2 separate regions of the Mus musculus genome follow, and region 2 is linked to region 1. The links are chromatin contacts, called in public Hi-C maps. All regions are on one chromosome and are shown on one strand. The core of a region is the stretch at or near the end of the contact, and the rest is flanking DNA. Distances in the headings are between cores, read along the strand shown. Region 1 has its middle 17 kb from the start of Gm32406. Region 2 has its middle 95 kb from the start of Gm32677.

The links. Hi-C and Micro-C count contacts between places; a contact is called where the count stands out from the background.
Region 2: a Hi-C map of forebrain shows a contact between it and region 1, with 5 times the contacts expected there. The contact joins two enhancer-like sites. A contact is called at or near these places in 2 of 15 datasets of contacts at CTCF or cohesin (embryonic stem cells and large pre-B cells), 86 of 484 Hi-C or Micro-C datasets (the 63-12 cell line, B cells, the C2C12 cell line and 44 more), 12 of 115 datasets of contacts at active chromatin or transcription factors (astrocytes, bone marrow-derived dendritic cells, double positive thymocytes and 9 more) and 2 of 9 other capture datasets (embryonic stem cells and liver).

What each region holds. Positions count from the first base shown.
Region 1 is chr15:96,520,642-96,528,512 of GRCm38.p6, reverse strand. No RefSeq gene overlaps it. Among named protein-coding and RNA genes, the nearest start is that of Gm32406, 17 kb to the right of the region's middle. Within about 2 kb of position 4,187, at least 65 of the 459 cell types and tissues checked have an H3K27ac peak or open chromatin away from gene starts, as enhancers often do. A contact at or near this core is called in cerebral cortex, forebrain and neural stem cells, where this site is marked.
Region 2 is chr15:96,929,328-96,937,198 of GRCm38.p6, reverse strand. No RefSeq gene overlaps it. Among named protein-coding and RNA genes, the nearest start is that of Gm32677, 95 kb to the right of the region's middle. Within about 2 kb of position 3,643, at least 25 of the 459 cell types and tissues checked have an H3K27ac peak or open chromatin away from gene starts, as enhancers often do. A contact at or near this core is called in cerebral cortex, forebrain and neural stem cells, where this site is marked.

The DNA of each region.
Region 1 (7,871 bases), core at 2,938-5,437:
TGATCAGCAACAAAATAGACTGAGACTCTGGGCTAGTTAGGTTGTATCATCTGTAAGGTGTATGTTTCACATACCTTTCCTGGGTATGATTTTTAAGAGCAGGGGACAGAGAGCCAAGGGAAGATGAAGGCTAACAGAAAAGGTTTTCAGAGGCTCGAGTGGGAATGATCTCAATGATGGGAAGAGGTGCCTACTGAGTGTTTAGAAGCAAATGGTGGGAAAACGTCACACAAATTGCAGAGACCAGAGTCTATTATTCCCGGGAACAAACATCTAGTGCTTTCTATATTATGACTATTATAGCAAAATAATATGAGCCACAGTCTCTGCCAAAATTACAACCAACATGATACTTTTTCAATGGGACCGGGGGAATGAGACATTCTCTGAAATGAAATCCATCAAATAAATAATGCAAACTGTATTGAATTTCCTAAGTGATACGTGGGCTGGAGTCTGTAACAGGACAGAGAGTTCACAGCAGAGCTGTGGTGCCCTGGTACTGTCCCTCTGAAGGCTGCCTATGCGGGACAACCGAGCCTTCTCACAATGGTGTTGTCAGTGTTTCCTTGCCCCTACACAGAGCAGGGAGCCCAGTGCTGAGGACTCTGCCCCAGCCTCCTGCAGGCGCTGCTAACAATGGTGTCACTTTGTACCAGCTGTGGGGCCCTGCAGTGCTGACAAGGGACACCTCATTTCCTGCAGATGAGAAAAACTGTCTGCAGATGCCAAGTCGTTAACAACCTAGATTAGATTTAGGTGCTATCTAGAGACCCCTTAAGTCGGCCTTTGAAACAATGCTACTGCTCAGACAACAGCTACATCAAAGGATATATTTTTGAGGAAGGTCAAATACAGAGATCTCCCACTGAAAGCTTGACCTGAATAGACATTGTGGAAGACCAGAGGCCTGGGTTGGCCCAGCCCCTTACCTAATGCCCAGCAGAGGACTAATAATATCATACTCCCATAATTACAAAATGCATTGTGTGTTCTTCTAAACATCGGAGATACAGACAAAAATTCATTATGCTATGGCCTGAGGAAGAATGAGAGGCTATCTGTCTCTGTAGGTTCACAACCCCTGCCACACTGATGCCGGTTCCTATAAGTACTAGCCAACTCAGTTGGACAGTAAGTCATTAAAACCAAATGGCCCATCTATTTTTCAACGGACTAACTAATTGCCTCGTGAAAATTCTCAGAAGGCGGACTCTGAAGGTCTCACATTGGTAGATAGATTGATTTTTTTTTGTTTAGTGAAATAAAACCCAAACAAATTATCTAGCATCAATTATAGGTGACATTTTAGATAAAATGGACCCCACGACCACCGCTGATTCCTTACAGAGTGAAATGAAGACTTCCTCACCATTGCCCCCAGCAGTAGCATAAAACTAAACAGCTGGTGTGATCAAAGATCATCCAGTGGAAAGAGATTAGAACAGAGCACTGTGGGTAACTCGTCGCCCAATACAACTCGGGCTTCCACCCTGGCCCATAAAATAGCAGCTTTGCATATTGCAGACGCCAGGAACCTTTTCTGGAATCTTTTCGGGAAGAAAGGGGATGAGCCGTTTCTCCTCTTCCTCCTCCTCCTCTTCTCCCTCCTCCTCTCCCTCCTCCTCCTCCTCACCACCACCACCACCATCATCATCTGTCAAGGGACTGCTGCTCAGTTGCGACGCCAAAGTAGGAAGGAAACATGCAGGGAACAGCCTCTGCTTCTGGGTCTGTTTCAAAACCCCTGTCACTCAGAACGGCTTGGCGGTGAGTGTGTCAGGACAAACACGTTCTCTACTCCAACATGCAAGAAAAGACATGTGTGAAAGAGACCCAGAACCTGTCATGGTCCAGTGCAGCCAGTGATCACATGAGCTTATTCCTCTCAGCAGCAAGGAATGAGGGAACCCATTTAGCCCGGTTCCATGTTGCAACTTCTGATTGAGTTTATTAGTAATTAAGTTGAGATATTGATTTTCTATCTTCCAGTTCAGGGGTGGGGGTGGGGTGGGGGGAAGGAACATTATTTATTGCTCCTTACAGGAATCCGGTCTGTTCCGGTTTGATGTGTTGGTTCTTTACCAGATCCTCTCGTGTGGCAGGCACGTGATCTCTGCGTACAGGAAGCAGAAAGTGTCATAGATCTCCCCATCAATATTGGCAGATTGGCAAACGCCCCGCAGCCAGCTTTCTGAGAAGAGAGCACGCTCTCATCTATAGCATTTGCTTACTTCTGCCCTGGGAATGTGTCTTCCTCGGCTGGTTGCCAACCGTCCTCGGGGAAGACCCACAGTTCAGGGCGAACAAGGAGCACGTAGCTATTTCTCACAGGGTACACCTCGCTGCTAACAATGGTTCCTGAAAAATAAGTCTAAATATCAACGTGTGCTTTTGTCTGTTTTGTTCTGTTGTAAAGAGTTAACAGAGGCTGAGAATCCATTAAAAAAATATACATTTATTTTTTTCTTCATTGTGAAGACAGGGGAGACCAAGACTGGAGCCGGCAGTATCAGGTAAGAACTTTCTCATGGCCTCTCCCCATGGCGGAAGGCAGACGGGGTAAGAGAAGACAAAACCACAAACAAGAAAACATACCGCTCACCCTTTTATAGCGACAATTGTCCTTTATTAGGGTAGAGGAGCCTGGGTCATAGCTCAGTGGCCCCAGGGTTTGACCTCTAGTACTATATAAACAAATAACAAAAAGCCCTTTTTACTATTAATAGGGAGACACCCTGTAAAATTTTAATAAAATCCAAGTCTTCTTAATATTAATTAGGTGGACACCACGCAAAAAATAATAATAAAATCCATTTTTCCTTTCCTAGCTCCTGGAAAGAAGACTCCACGACTAATTAGTTATTATTAAATTCCTAGGCCGTAAGTTTTGACTCATTCTCTGAGTAGCTTGTGACTTAGTTAACCATTTAAACTATTCTATGTCTACCAGTTGGTTAGTTACCTCTCTTTCAGTCCCAGCCCCCTTCTTTCTTCACGTGTCTCCCTGAGTTCATCTAATCTGCTGGTTTAGACCCCTCTCTGTGGTCTGTCTCCATGGTCTCTTGACTCTCTCTTTTATACACTCACTATTTCCCAGAATCCTCTCTCTTCCTGCCAGTGCCCCACCTCCTATTTGTTTGTTTGTTTGTTTGTTTGTTTGTTGGTCTTTTTGTGTTTTTCTTTTTTTTTTTTTTATTGACAGGTGATGCTTACAAGAGATCCTTTCTCTACAACACTCAGTGAAACAAACACTTCCTGTTTGGCTCGTTTCTCACCTCTGCTGCACTGGGGAAGTTTCGAACACTTGAATTTTGGTGACTACATTCCAATTCTGCAACACGCATTAAGAGGCTACCGTGTTATCTCTATTGAAATTATCGAGTGCATTCAGCACCAACTCGGCCGTCTGCTGAAGTCTCACCCGTACCACCTTGCAGTTCAAACCGTGCCTTCCTTTCCTACGAGCTTTCTTCTCACTGTCTCAGGTTCTTAAAACTGCAGACCTTCGGGCTGATACAGCAGCAAAACTGCCCAAGGACTGTGCCCAGCAGCCAGACAGATAATGCTAACAACACCAATTAAAATCAGAGATGCAGCAGGGCGGTGGTGGGGTGCACCATTAATCCCAGCACTCGGGATGCAGAGGCAGGTGGATCTCTTGAGTTTGAGACCAGCCTGGTCTACAGAGTGAGTTCCAGGACAGCCTGGGCTACACGGAGAAACCCTGTGTTGAAAAACCAAACCAACCAAACGAACAACAAGCAGAACATAGAAAGACAGCTACTGCTCTGCTCTAAGTCAGAGAGGGGGTGGAGGGTAGCGTGCCGGGAAGAGCGGCCTTGCAAGTAAGGCAGAGCTGGGCATGAGTCCCCACCCTGATGTTTGCCATCTGTGCTACCCTGCAGATGAGAAGGCCGCAGCAGGCCTGTCACCCAACACCCACCTCTTGCTGAGGAAAGTCTGGGAAGAAAGAAGGGGAAAGAGCCTACTCAAACCTCCTTGAAAGCCGGGGATGGCAGATCTCCAGGCAAACATGCTAACAAAGGCATAGAGGAGAGAGGTCCTTATCTAAGGAATGCTTCCAGCAAGGGCAACTTGATTGACAGGCTATTGAAAGCTGGGCTGTGTTGGAATGTCTCCCTAAACAATGTCTTGTACCCATGTGACTAAGCGAGCATACGTGGGATGAGTCGCGGAAGAAAAAGCAGCTTTAGGGCCAGAACTAATCAGAACACTGCAAGAAGTCAGCTGGGGATCTATACTGGTCCCTCTGTGCCAGTCAGGTTGAGGTAATGACAACAGCCTCCTCCTCCCCCTCCTCCTCCACTCCCTCCTCTTCCTCCTCCTCCCCCTCCTCCTCCACTCCCTCCTCTTCCATCTCCCCCTCCTCTTCCCCCCAATAATAATAATAATAATAATAATAATAATAAATCTACCTTTTTAACCAGAAGAACAAGCAGAGGAGGCAGGAGAATCACCCAACATGTAGCAGCATAGTAAATGCTAAATGCAACATGTAGCAGCATAGTAAATGCTAAATGCAACATGTAGCAGCATAGTAAATGCTAAATGCAACATGTAGCAGCACAGTAAATGCTAAATGCAACATGTAGCAGCATAGTAAATGCTAAATGCAACATGTAGCAGCAGTAAATGCTAAATGCAGCTTCTACTTCTGCCGTCACTGATGGGACCACTGCATGATGCGCAGAGCCTCCAGGGCTCACTGACGTCATTTACCTCCAGAGAGATCAATGACACAAGTGGGTGCTGCTTTGTATCACCCACTCTTCTGTATCACTTTGTAGCCCCAGCAGGCCTTGAACTCACAGAGCTTGCCTGTCTCTGCCTCGGGCATACTTCAATCAAAGGCGTGTGCCAGCACACTTGGTATAAGTGGTATATATCAACTCTTTTGCGACACCCGACCTCCTGAAGTTATAAATATACTCATCAGAGTGTCAGTGATAGTTATTTTTCCTTCCCTAAAGAAAAGAGTCCTAAAACATACCAAATTTAAAATTCCTTTTAAAATAACCCCTACAGTCTTCATAGTTCAAACTTAAACGGACCCTATTTTTCACCAGATGTGGTCAGAACCCGTACTCCCAGCACGTGGGAGGCTAGAACGGGAAGACTAGCCTAAGCAGAGACCCCCGCCTCAAGAAAGGAAAGCCTTTTTTCCCCCCTAAGCATTTGTTCAACAGGCATTGATGGTGTCCTACATGCAAGGCCGTGAGCATACACATGTGAACTAAATAACACAGCTCTGCCCTTTCCCTTGGGGCTTACAGGCTAGCGGAGAAACAGCCTTTAGACAAGTAGCGCCCAAACAAACGTGCCAATACGATGCCCATGTTGTGCTGAGGTGAGAAACCAGAATGTAAGGGAGCGGACATGTTGGGAGCTCAGAGAGAGAGCGGCCCTTACTCTGGGATACTCAGGGCAGGTGGTGTGGCAGGGATGAGGATAAGGGACCCTCGGGGCAGGTGGTGAGGGCAGGGGTGAGGATAAGGGACACCTGGGGCAGGTGGTGTGGCAGGGGCGAGGAGAGGAAGAACGTTTTTTTAAAAAATCATTTATTTATTTATTTATTTATTTATTTATTTATTTATTTATTTACACTCCAGATTTTATTCCCCTCCCAGTCCACCCTCTGACTGTTCCACATCCCATACCTCCTCCCTGGCCCCCTGTCTCCACGTGGATGTCCCTACTCCCCTTCCTCCACCCCACAAGACCTCTAAACTCCCTGGGGCCTCCAGGCTCTTGAGGGTTAGGTGCATCGTGTCTGAACCCAGACCCGACAGTTGTCTGCTGTATGGGTGTTGGTCACATCAGCTGATAGGAGAAGAAGAGCTTCGAGAGAAATGGAACAGTAGTGATCTTTTAAGGGTCCCCAGTTAATCCAGTGAGTCTGGGTGGCGTCGACCATGGGGATCAGGTCTGGGGATGTTGGCCATGAGGTCGTCTCTTTCTCCCGCCCCTTTGTGCCTTGTTCTCGTCCTGTCTTCCACCTGCCTTTCTCAGGGTTTCTTTGAGCGCTCTTCTGTTTGCCTCTCTGTTCCTTCTGTGGACAACATAACCTGTCCATGGCCTAACATCCCGTCTGTATGCTGGACACTTTTACAACCTCACAAGCTGCAGAGCAGAATGTCCACCCAGTATGTAAGCTTCTGCTTCCGTGAAGACACAAACATGACAGAGATTAGGGCAATGGGAGGCTCTCTCTCTCTTCATCTGTCTCTTTCTCCAGTTTGCTTCCTCTGCCAAGCTCCTGTGTCCCAGCAAGTGGTCACCCATCACTGGTTTCCCATGCCAGAGACCTGTGAATACATTCCCCTCTAGAATCTATTCATCTTTTATAAATACCTTTCTGTCTCTCCATCTCTGATGCTACCGTCCTAGCTTAAGACTTTTAAAAAATTAATCTGTGTGTGTCTCTGCATATGTATGTTCTCGTGAACATAGGTGCCCTCTGAGGCTTGGATCCCCTGGAGCTGAAGTTATAGGCCATCATGAACCCCCTAACATAGATACCTGGAACTGAACTTGGGACCTCTACAAGAGCAGAGCTCACTCTTCAATACTGCGCCATCTCTCTAGTTCCCCTCCTAGTCAATCAGTTATCCAATTGTATTACCACCCTATAAAAGCCAGCGTCCTGTCCATTGTGCTTTTAAAGTTCTACACCAGAACTATTCAACCATATTCCACAGGGTTTCCCCAAAATTCAATACTGCTTCCTTGGTGTTATTGTTGTTGATGGTGGTGGTAATGGTGTGTGTGTGTGTGTGTGTGTGTGTGTGTGTGTGTGTGTATGTGTGTGTATGTATGTATGTATGTGGTGTGTGTGTGTGTGTATGTGTTGTGTGTGTGTTGTGTGTGTGTTGTGTTTGTGTGTTAAAACAGGGTCTAACTATGTCATCATGGCCAGCCTGGAAGTCATTCTGTAGACCAGGCTGGACTTGAACACAGAGATCTTTCTGTCTTTGCCTCTCAAATGCTAGAATTAAAGTCATATGCTACTCTCCAGGTAGGTCACTATGGCCAATGCAGCCGAGTGTTGAAAGGTCTTCCTTTGCTTTGGCGAAGGTAGGTAAAAGCTGGTTGAAGAGCTAATGAGACGTGAGGAAGTAATGACCAGATATGAAGATGATTAATCTCAAACCCTAGCTGTCAGTCACAGGGAGATGGGTTTGGCTTCTAGCTACTAATACACTAAATAGGATTTACACCCATCTGTCCACTGACCTACTTTTCGTGAAGTATAAGACTGTGGAAAGCCAGTCGGTCCCTCAGTAGGAGGAGCGAAGTTATGGGACGGACCTGGATGGATTAGTGGAAGCTCTACAATCTCTCCCAGCCCTGGCACCTTCTGTGTCCCCTTGAATGTGTTCGAACCACCCAAGGATGGGACACTTAATTCACAGATTTGATGAATTAACAAGGGAGAAGAATGTATAAGCCTAGTATGCTCTTTGGTTTCTCCCCTGGTCCTCTAGCGCCCTCATGTGGCTGCCACAGTAGCCTAGAACCCGCCCTTTTTTGCGGCTCGATTTTGTCGTTTCTGGAGCCTCCACGCTGCCCCTGAAATTTGGTATCTAACTCATCCCTTCATTCTCCAGTCTTAATTTAACTGATGAATTTAAGCTAGATAATCAGACGCAAGCCTCCGTTTCTAGCCCTTAGGCAGCAGAGTCAGGGGGCTCATCTTGACCTTGAAACCAACGTGGACCACATAGAAAGACCTTGTTGCAAAGAAACAAACAAAAACCCCAAACTCAAGCCACGTCAGAATTCTGGATAATAGAAGTGCTTGGCTAGTGGAGGATTTTAGACTGCCTGTAAGAGATGGCTCAGGCGGA
Region 2 (7,871 bases), core at 2,394-4,893, 410 kb before region 1:
CACTGAGCCATCTCTCCAGCCCACACTTTGGCTACAGCAAGGCTCCAGGAACTTCAGCTTTCTGGCCTACACGATCGTGTGATTGCTCGCTGACACGGAAGGATGTTCAGAGAACCTAATGCCTGTCATGTCAGAATTTGTCTATGTTATAAAATACTTACAAAACAGCTTAATCTATTTCCTGTAACCAACTCGATGTTTAATAAGATGAGTTGCCACTAGGGGGCACTGAACTAGCACAGACCGGAGAGGAATACAGCAGCAAGGGAGCTGGAGGCTTCCCCCTGCTGGACGAAGAGTGGCACTGCCTTTGCTGTCCAGCTGCTTTCTCTGCTCTGCGGGAGCGGCTGTGGGAAGCGCACCCTCAAAGGGTCACCAAGCAGTACAGGCCTGGGGAGGAGACCGGCTCTCACAATACGGGTGGGGCGGGCGTCTCGGCATCGTCTGAGCAGCCACAGGAAGGTAACGGTCTTCCTCTGCATCTCCAAGTGATGTCACATTCTGGGCTTGGTCGGATACGAGATACTCCGTGTGTCCACTTTCCTGACACGGAAACGTAAGCTGCGTTCCTCTATAGAAAGCTGTAAGCTGTTTCTGGGTGTTGTCTGCCAGGTGAAGGCTTTTCACCTCTCCCTTTCCTGACCCTGCTGGTAGAAAGATGAGCTCTCTCAGGGGCCCTAGTGAGGTCACTCCTGTATTTTTCCTTAACACAACACAGAAGCAGCCCTCTGTTTCAGATTACAAAAGTCTTGCACAGCAAATCTAAGAGCCTGTTACAAAACATTTAAGTCAATAAAGGTTGCATCCCCAGAGGCTGGTCTTGATTAGTGGGTCTTCGTCACTTATTATGCAAACCAAGGCATTCTGAACACAAAATTGGTTCACTAATAATATTTAAGACAGACACCAACATCAACCAAGTTCGGGATCACTTGTCCGACCCTGTGTTTAGAAACTGCCGAGACGTCTACTGTCTTAACATTTTGCTTGGGGGTGGGGGGGGGGCTTCTTTATCATGAACCTGTTCAACCTTACTGTACAACCTTGTGTACACAAGCAGAAGTGTCCTGGTTCCCAGAGCTAGTTTATCTGCCTCTGATCAGATAGTTCAGTTCGTCCTCTTTCTGTCTCTCTCCATCCCTCCCTCCTTCTCACCCCCCATCTCTCTCTCTCTCTCTCACACACACCTATCTCTAAGCTCTTTTCTATGAGAAGTGACATCTCTGGAAGTTATATTTCAAAGGGCTTTCCCAGGCTGGAGAGAGGGTTTTGTGGTTGGTAATGGGTACTGCTTTCAGGACTGACCTGGGTCTAGTTTCCAGCTTACAGCTACTTATAAATCCAGTCCCAGGAAGATCTGCACACATACATGCCAATTCCCACACCACATGCGCATATATACACACAGATACACATATACCACACATATACACACAATGTCCTTTTCTAAGCAATGGCTATGATCTGTTTCAGTACACTGAAAATTGTCATGTGATTATTCAGTCAACATACCCTCATGAAAATGAAACTTTCCCTCTGCATGTCTGAGGCAAGCATAGAGAGTACAACTCAGCAGTGGAGAAACAGTGCCCTGTGTCAGGTGTGCAGGAAGCCACACAGGCACAGGTGTGCAGGAAGCCACACAGGTACAGGTGTGCAAGAAGCCACACAGGTACAGGTGTGCAGGAAGCCACACAGACACAGGTGTGCAGGAAGCCACAGAGGCACAGGTGTGCAGGAAGCCACAGAGGCACAGGTGTGCAGGAAGCCACAGAGGCACAGGTGTGCAGGAAGCCACACAGGCACAGGTGTGCAGGAAGCCACAGAGGCACAGGTGTGCAGGAAGCCACACAGGCACAGGTGTGCAGGAAGCCACACGGACACAGGTGTGCAGGAAGCCACAGAGGCACAGGTGTGCAGGAAGCCACACGGGCACAGGTGTGCAGGAAGCCACACAGGCACAGGTGTGCAGGAAGCCACACAGGCACAGGTGTGCAGGAAGCCACAGAGGCACAGGTGTGCAGGAAGCCACACAGGCACAGGTGTGCAGGAAGCCTCACAGACACAGGTGTGCAGGAAGCCACACAGGCACAGGTGTGCAGGAAGCCACACAGGCACAGGTGTGCAGGAAGCCACAGAGGCACAGGTGTGCAGGAAGCCTCACAGACACAGGTGTGCAGGAAGCCACAGAGGCACAGGTGTGCAGGAAGCCACAGAGGCACAGGTGTGCAAGAAGCCACACAGGCACAGGTGTGCAGGAAGCCACAGAGGCACAGGTGTGCAGGAAGCCACAGAGGCACAGGTGTGCAGGAAGCCACAGAGGCACAGGTGTGCAAGAAGCCACACGGACACAGGTGTGCAGGAAGCCACAGAGGCACAGGTGTGCAGGAAGCCACAGAGGCACAGGTGTGCAGGAAGCCACACAGACACAGGTGTGCAGGAAGCCACACAGACACAGAGGCACAGGAAGCCACGGAGGCACAGGTGTGCAGGAAGCCACAGAGGCACAGGTGTGCAGGAAGCCACAGAGGCACAGGTGTGCAGGAAGCCACACAGACACAGGTGTGCAGGAAGCCACACAGACACAGAGGCACAGGAAGCCACGGAGGCACAGGTGTGCAGGAAGCTACAGAGGCACAGGTGTGCAGGAAGCCACAGAGGCACAGGTGTGCAGGAAGCCACACAGGTACAGGTGTGCAGGAAGCCACACAGACACAGGTGTGCAGGAAGCCACACAGGTACAGGTGTGCAGAATGCACACAGGCACAGGTGTGTAGGAAGCCACCAATGGTGTGTGCTTCCTGGGAAGTCCCTCTGGGAGGAGATGGATTTAGTGAGAGCATTTGAATATTTCTTATTCATATTAAGAGTAACTAGGGAAGTAAAGAGGAAAGAATGAAGGAAAGGGTTTATGAAGACAAGAGGCCAAGGAAATGACTTCTTATCCTCACTTCTTGGACACACAGATAAAAGGTAGGGTGCTTTCTCTCTAAAAAAAAAAAAATGCCTTGATCTCTTTAGGTGTGAGACACAGTAGATGATAACAGCTGATAGATAGATAGATAGATGATAGATAAATAGATAAATAGATGATATGTAGATAGAGGTTAGATAGAAGATAGATAGAGGATAGATAGATATAGATAGATGATTGATAGATGATAGATAGTTGAGTGACAGATAAATAGATATATTAGTAGATAGATAGATTAATGGATAGAATGTGCACACATATAAGTAACAGAAATGTAGAAAACAAAGCCTCTTCATGAAAAAACTGTGTTCCAACTTTTCTAACCCATGCATTTTCTTACATGAACAAGAGACACTGCCAGTCTGGCTTGGTTAGCCTGCTCATTCAAAATAGAAGGTCCTAATAACAACAGTTTTTAAAAGTCCTCAAGGGCCACCAGCTCAGGGGAAAGGGTTCTCCAATTAGGAACCAGCTCTTGCGAGCCTCTCACAGCCTCCTTTCCACACCAAGCCCCTGGGTTGGCAAAGAAATATGAAAGCCAGCTCTGGATTGCCTTCCACCACCCACAGATATGTTAATTTGATGAGTTCATCCTCTGTCCTAGAGAACAGCTTGCATAGATCGTGGTAAAAATTCTACGACACAATTGGATTGGTGTAAACACTAGCCCAATTTAGACACAGTTGGTGGCTGTCCCTCCCTCTTCTACTGCCTCTGGCTGCTCCTGAAGCACAAAGTGTCCAGTGAGCAGGAGCTGTTTGTATTTCTCCAGGGACCCTGAACACAGAACTCCTGTTTATAATCTCAGTTCCCAAACATTTCCTCAGAACACTCAATTCACAGTGAAACCCTATTAGTTAAATTGGTCTCCTCCAATAGACGGTATATGACCCCTGACTTTCTGGCAAATGCTAGGTCAAACAAAACATAAACAAACAAAGAAAAGATCGAGCATGGTTTTTCTCATGAATAGAGGTGTTATCCAAAGAGCCTCCTGTCAGACAGCCAAAGGTGGTCAAGAAATATAAAAATAAAACCAAACAAAATCTTCCTGAGAGCGAAGATCCAGTTTGGCATCCCAGAAGAGCAGAAGTGTGCCTCCAGGCGCTTGGACACCGTGCCTGTGGATTAGCAGATTCTCCAGGCTCTGCCTAGGACTGGGAGTATGTATTTGGCTGTGTTTTGCCCATTTACCTGAAGTCATTACTCAAGAAACAGGCCTATGTTCCTCACTTCACACGTTCTTTTTAAAAGCGCTGGACCTGACTCACTGAAGAGCCTTTTGTAACGTCGTGAAACACTCTCTCACTTGACTGTTTCTCTCTGAAGTCCCTTCTCGGTGTATAGCATTTCCTCCATGTGAAATGCCTGCATTCAGTAACTTCATACAAAGGACATACCACGTGGAATTTCCCGTAAGATCTAATAAACTGAGGGCGTGGGGAAGTGAAATCCATTGCTGAGTGTTTTCCTCCTGAGAGAGGGGTGCTCTCTCTTCCCTGCAGTTACACTAACCCTTGGCAGGCTGGTGTCATCTCAGTCTTGAAGGAACGATGTCTACAAGACTGGCCAAGAGAACGCTGAGAGTTCAGTGTCCATGGCCTAATAAACTTTAATCATTAAGAATGATTTAATTCCTCTCACCAAATTCAGCGCATCACACAAAAAAACAACAAGTAAGCCAACCTGAAGTTGGGCGGTTTGTCCTTTTGTCTGATGAGAAGCCGTCCTATGTAAGCAGCCGTGTGATCTGAGGCTGCCTTCTGGTCCAGAGTGGCTGAGTTCAGCCTGCTCTAACTGGAGTGTCCCACAGAGAATCAAAGAAGAAAGGAAGTCTGCAGATAAATCTAAACTCGAGCTGATGGAAAATCCCAGACAGGCACAGCACTCCGGCTGCTGAGCCGTTGTAAAACTCCTCTTTAATGACTGTCAGGCAAGACAGGAGAATCTTCCCAGAAGGGTTCTGATCAATTTCCTGTATGTTCTGCCAGTGTAGTTAACAACTAATAAACTATACTACTGTTTGCCTCTCTCTACAATGGGACACCACACAGAGCTGACTGGCCATGGCTTCACAGGCCTGTCTACAAAGGCTGTGTAGAGGGTAAGTCATATTAGAAATGGCATTTTATGACACTTGGGTCCAAAAAAGGGTTCCTTTCTACCAAAACAGAACATGTCCTTGAGGATCTTCCTTCCTTTATGGATTGCCACATACGCTCCTGAGAGAGACGGAGTCAGATGTGGCCCCTCTCCTAACACAGGGTTTACTTAAGGAAAGGCAGTGTGAACACCTAGTTCCATCCTGCCTAGAACCCCTTCCGAGTGCAAGAACAATATTATGTGTTGGCTCACTGTGCACTGAGTTTCCCTGGAGGAGAAGGTACCCCGGTTCCCATGACAGTGTCTGCTTTCCCTCACAAGAACTGACCGAGGGGAAAACAAATCTGTCTGTCCAGAGCCAATACCCACCCTAAGGATATTATTATCTTAATAACCTACCCCATAAAACAACAGCACTGGATCAAAATTAAGTGTGTTTGATAGGTGGGAACCTTCACAATTCGGTTTAGCTTTTCACATGTCCAAATTTGACCCAATGTTCTAAGATGAGAATGTCTGATACTCGCTCAAACAAAAACAGATACCATTACTGATTTGGGGAAGGTTGACTTGGGAATTTGCTCACAGAATCACAAAGAACTTGAAAGATTATCTAGACTGTGGGGAAACTGAGGCCTAGACAGGTCATAGTAAGTGCCAAAGGTCATAAGCAGGCTACACCGAAATCCATTCTACCTTCTTGGGTCCCAAGCAGGTACAGTGCTGGATTTATATGAACCTTCTCCTTGTGAGCTATGGCAAGTGGTCCTACAGTTAGTAATTTGCCAAAAAAAAAGGAAGAAAGGAAAAAAGGAAGGGAGAGAGAGAGAGAGAGAGAGAGAGAGAGAGAGAGAGAGAGAGAGAGAGAGAGAGAGAGAGGAAGGAAGGAAGGAAGGAAGGAAGGAAGGAAGGAAGGAAGGAGAGAGGAAAGGAGAGGGGAGGGGAGGGGAGGGGAGGGGAGGGGAGGGGAGGGGAAGGGAAGGGAAGGGAAGGGAAGGGAAGAGAAGAGAAGAGAAGAGAAGAGAAGAGAAGAGAAGAAAAGAAAAGAAAAGAAAAGAAAAGAAAAGAAAAGAAAAGAGAAGAAAAGCAAGCAAGCATCCAGGAACTAGCTCCTTGTAAAGAAATATCTTGTGAAAATCAATATTTTAGAAATCAGATCACCTGATTTTCTGTCATCTTAAATTCCTTCAATTAACAGATGGGACCCACTAAACACTGCAGTGCTCCAAGGGGTGGCAGAGAAAGCAGCCAATCAGGGGCGCCCATTCAAGGGAGGAACTGGGGAAAGAGTGGGGCAGAGGTGAGTCAGGCAGAGCCAGAGACCCACCCTGAGCTCAGGTCCACTGTCTGGACTGTTAGGCGCAAACTCCTCAAACACAGCGGCGCCTGAGAACATCAGTGTTTTGAATGTCTTCAAATTACTAGAAACTTCTGAGTAAGATCCCTTTCCTGCCCTAACCCTCAGATATTACATAACACACGGTTAAGCAACCATTCTGTGACATTTCAATGGCCTTTTTATATTTTACCAGGTCTTATTTTGATTTGTTTTCAAGGTGGCTTATGAAAACGTCTAAACTAAAGGCATATGACTGTTAAACATTAAAAATCATATTTAGTTGAAGACACCCCTCCAAACCAACTCTTTCTGGCCTTTCCCCCAGCTGAAATCTGCAAGCGTATGCATGAGCACACACTATAGACCAGGAGCCTATCAACAGCAGAATAAAACAAACTAGCAAAACTTAGGGAAGACAGTCACATCCATCCAAGGTAGACAGTGATACCCCCAATGCTGAGAGTTTGAGGGTTCACTGGACACCCCCATGCCTCCAGTTGATATTCTCTCAGGCTAGACCTGCTTTAAACATATCCTGGCCTGGCTATTTCACCCAGTGCCGTTCTGTTTCCTTCCCTCTCCACCTTGTACATCTGACTCCTCTCCAGGGCTCTGTAACACCAAACCTAAGACAGAAGAAGATAACAAGCCTTGGGTGTAACTGTGTATCCTGTTAGGAGTGAGTACGGTCTTGAAGAATAACAAGATGAGAGAGCAAGAGAGGAAGGGGTGATGAGGTTCTCAATGGGGAAGGAGACTAGGGAATGTCACTGCAGTGAGGCCATGCCTGCAGGAAGTGACGAGCACTGTGAGGGTCTGGGAGGGTGACCAAGGCCAGCAGAGACACGAAAGAGTAAGAAGGCCATTGGTGGTGCTGGAAAGAGCAGCTGAGGAGGTCAGGGAGATGTGGTCATGAGTTACCAGCTCGATGTAGGATTTTATAAGGAAGATTATTTCAACAGGTTTTGTGTGTGTGTGTGTGTGTGTGTGTGTGTGTGTGTGTGTGTGTTACAAAGCCACTGGTGTTCCAGAAAACCAAGAGCAGGATCAGAATCTGGAAAGTCACCTTGTCAAGAAAGACTCTCAGGGCTGGCTGCAAGTGTTGGTGAATAGGGGGCTTGCCAGGCCAAGTGTGAGAGTTTAGATCTCAGTACCTACATAGATATTGTGATGTGGTGGTATTCATACCTGCAATATCAGGACTGGACACAGAGAGATAGGAGTGTCCGTGGGGATGGGTGAACGGCTAGGCTAGCTGAGCTGGTGATCTCCAGGTTCCATGGGGGGAGCCTGAGACCTCCAGATGCTGTGGGAGGCTCTGTCTTTAAAAAATGAGAGAGGGACTCCACATGCACACACTTAAACACGGTGCATATACGCACAACTTTAAACAGGCTGAGTCTCTTATATAGAGATAATGGATGTGGATGTCATAGTTACATTTATATAGTCAGA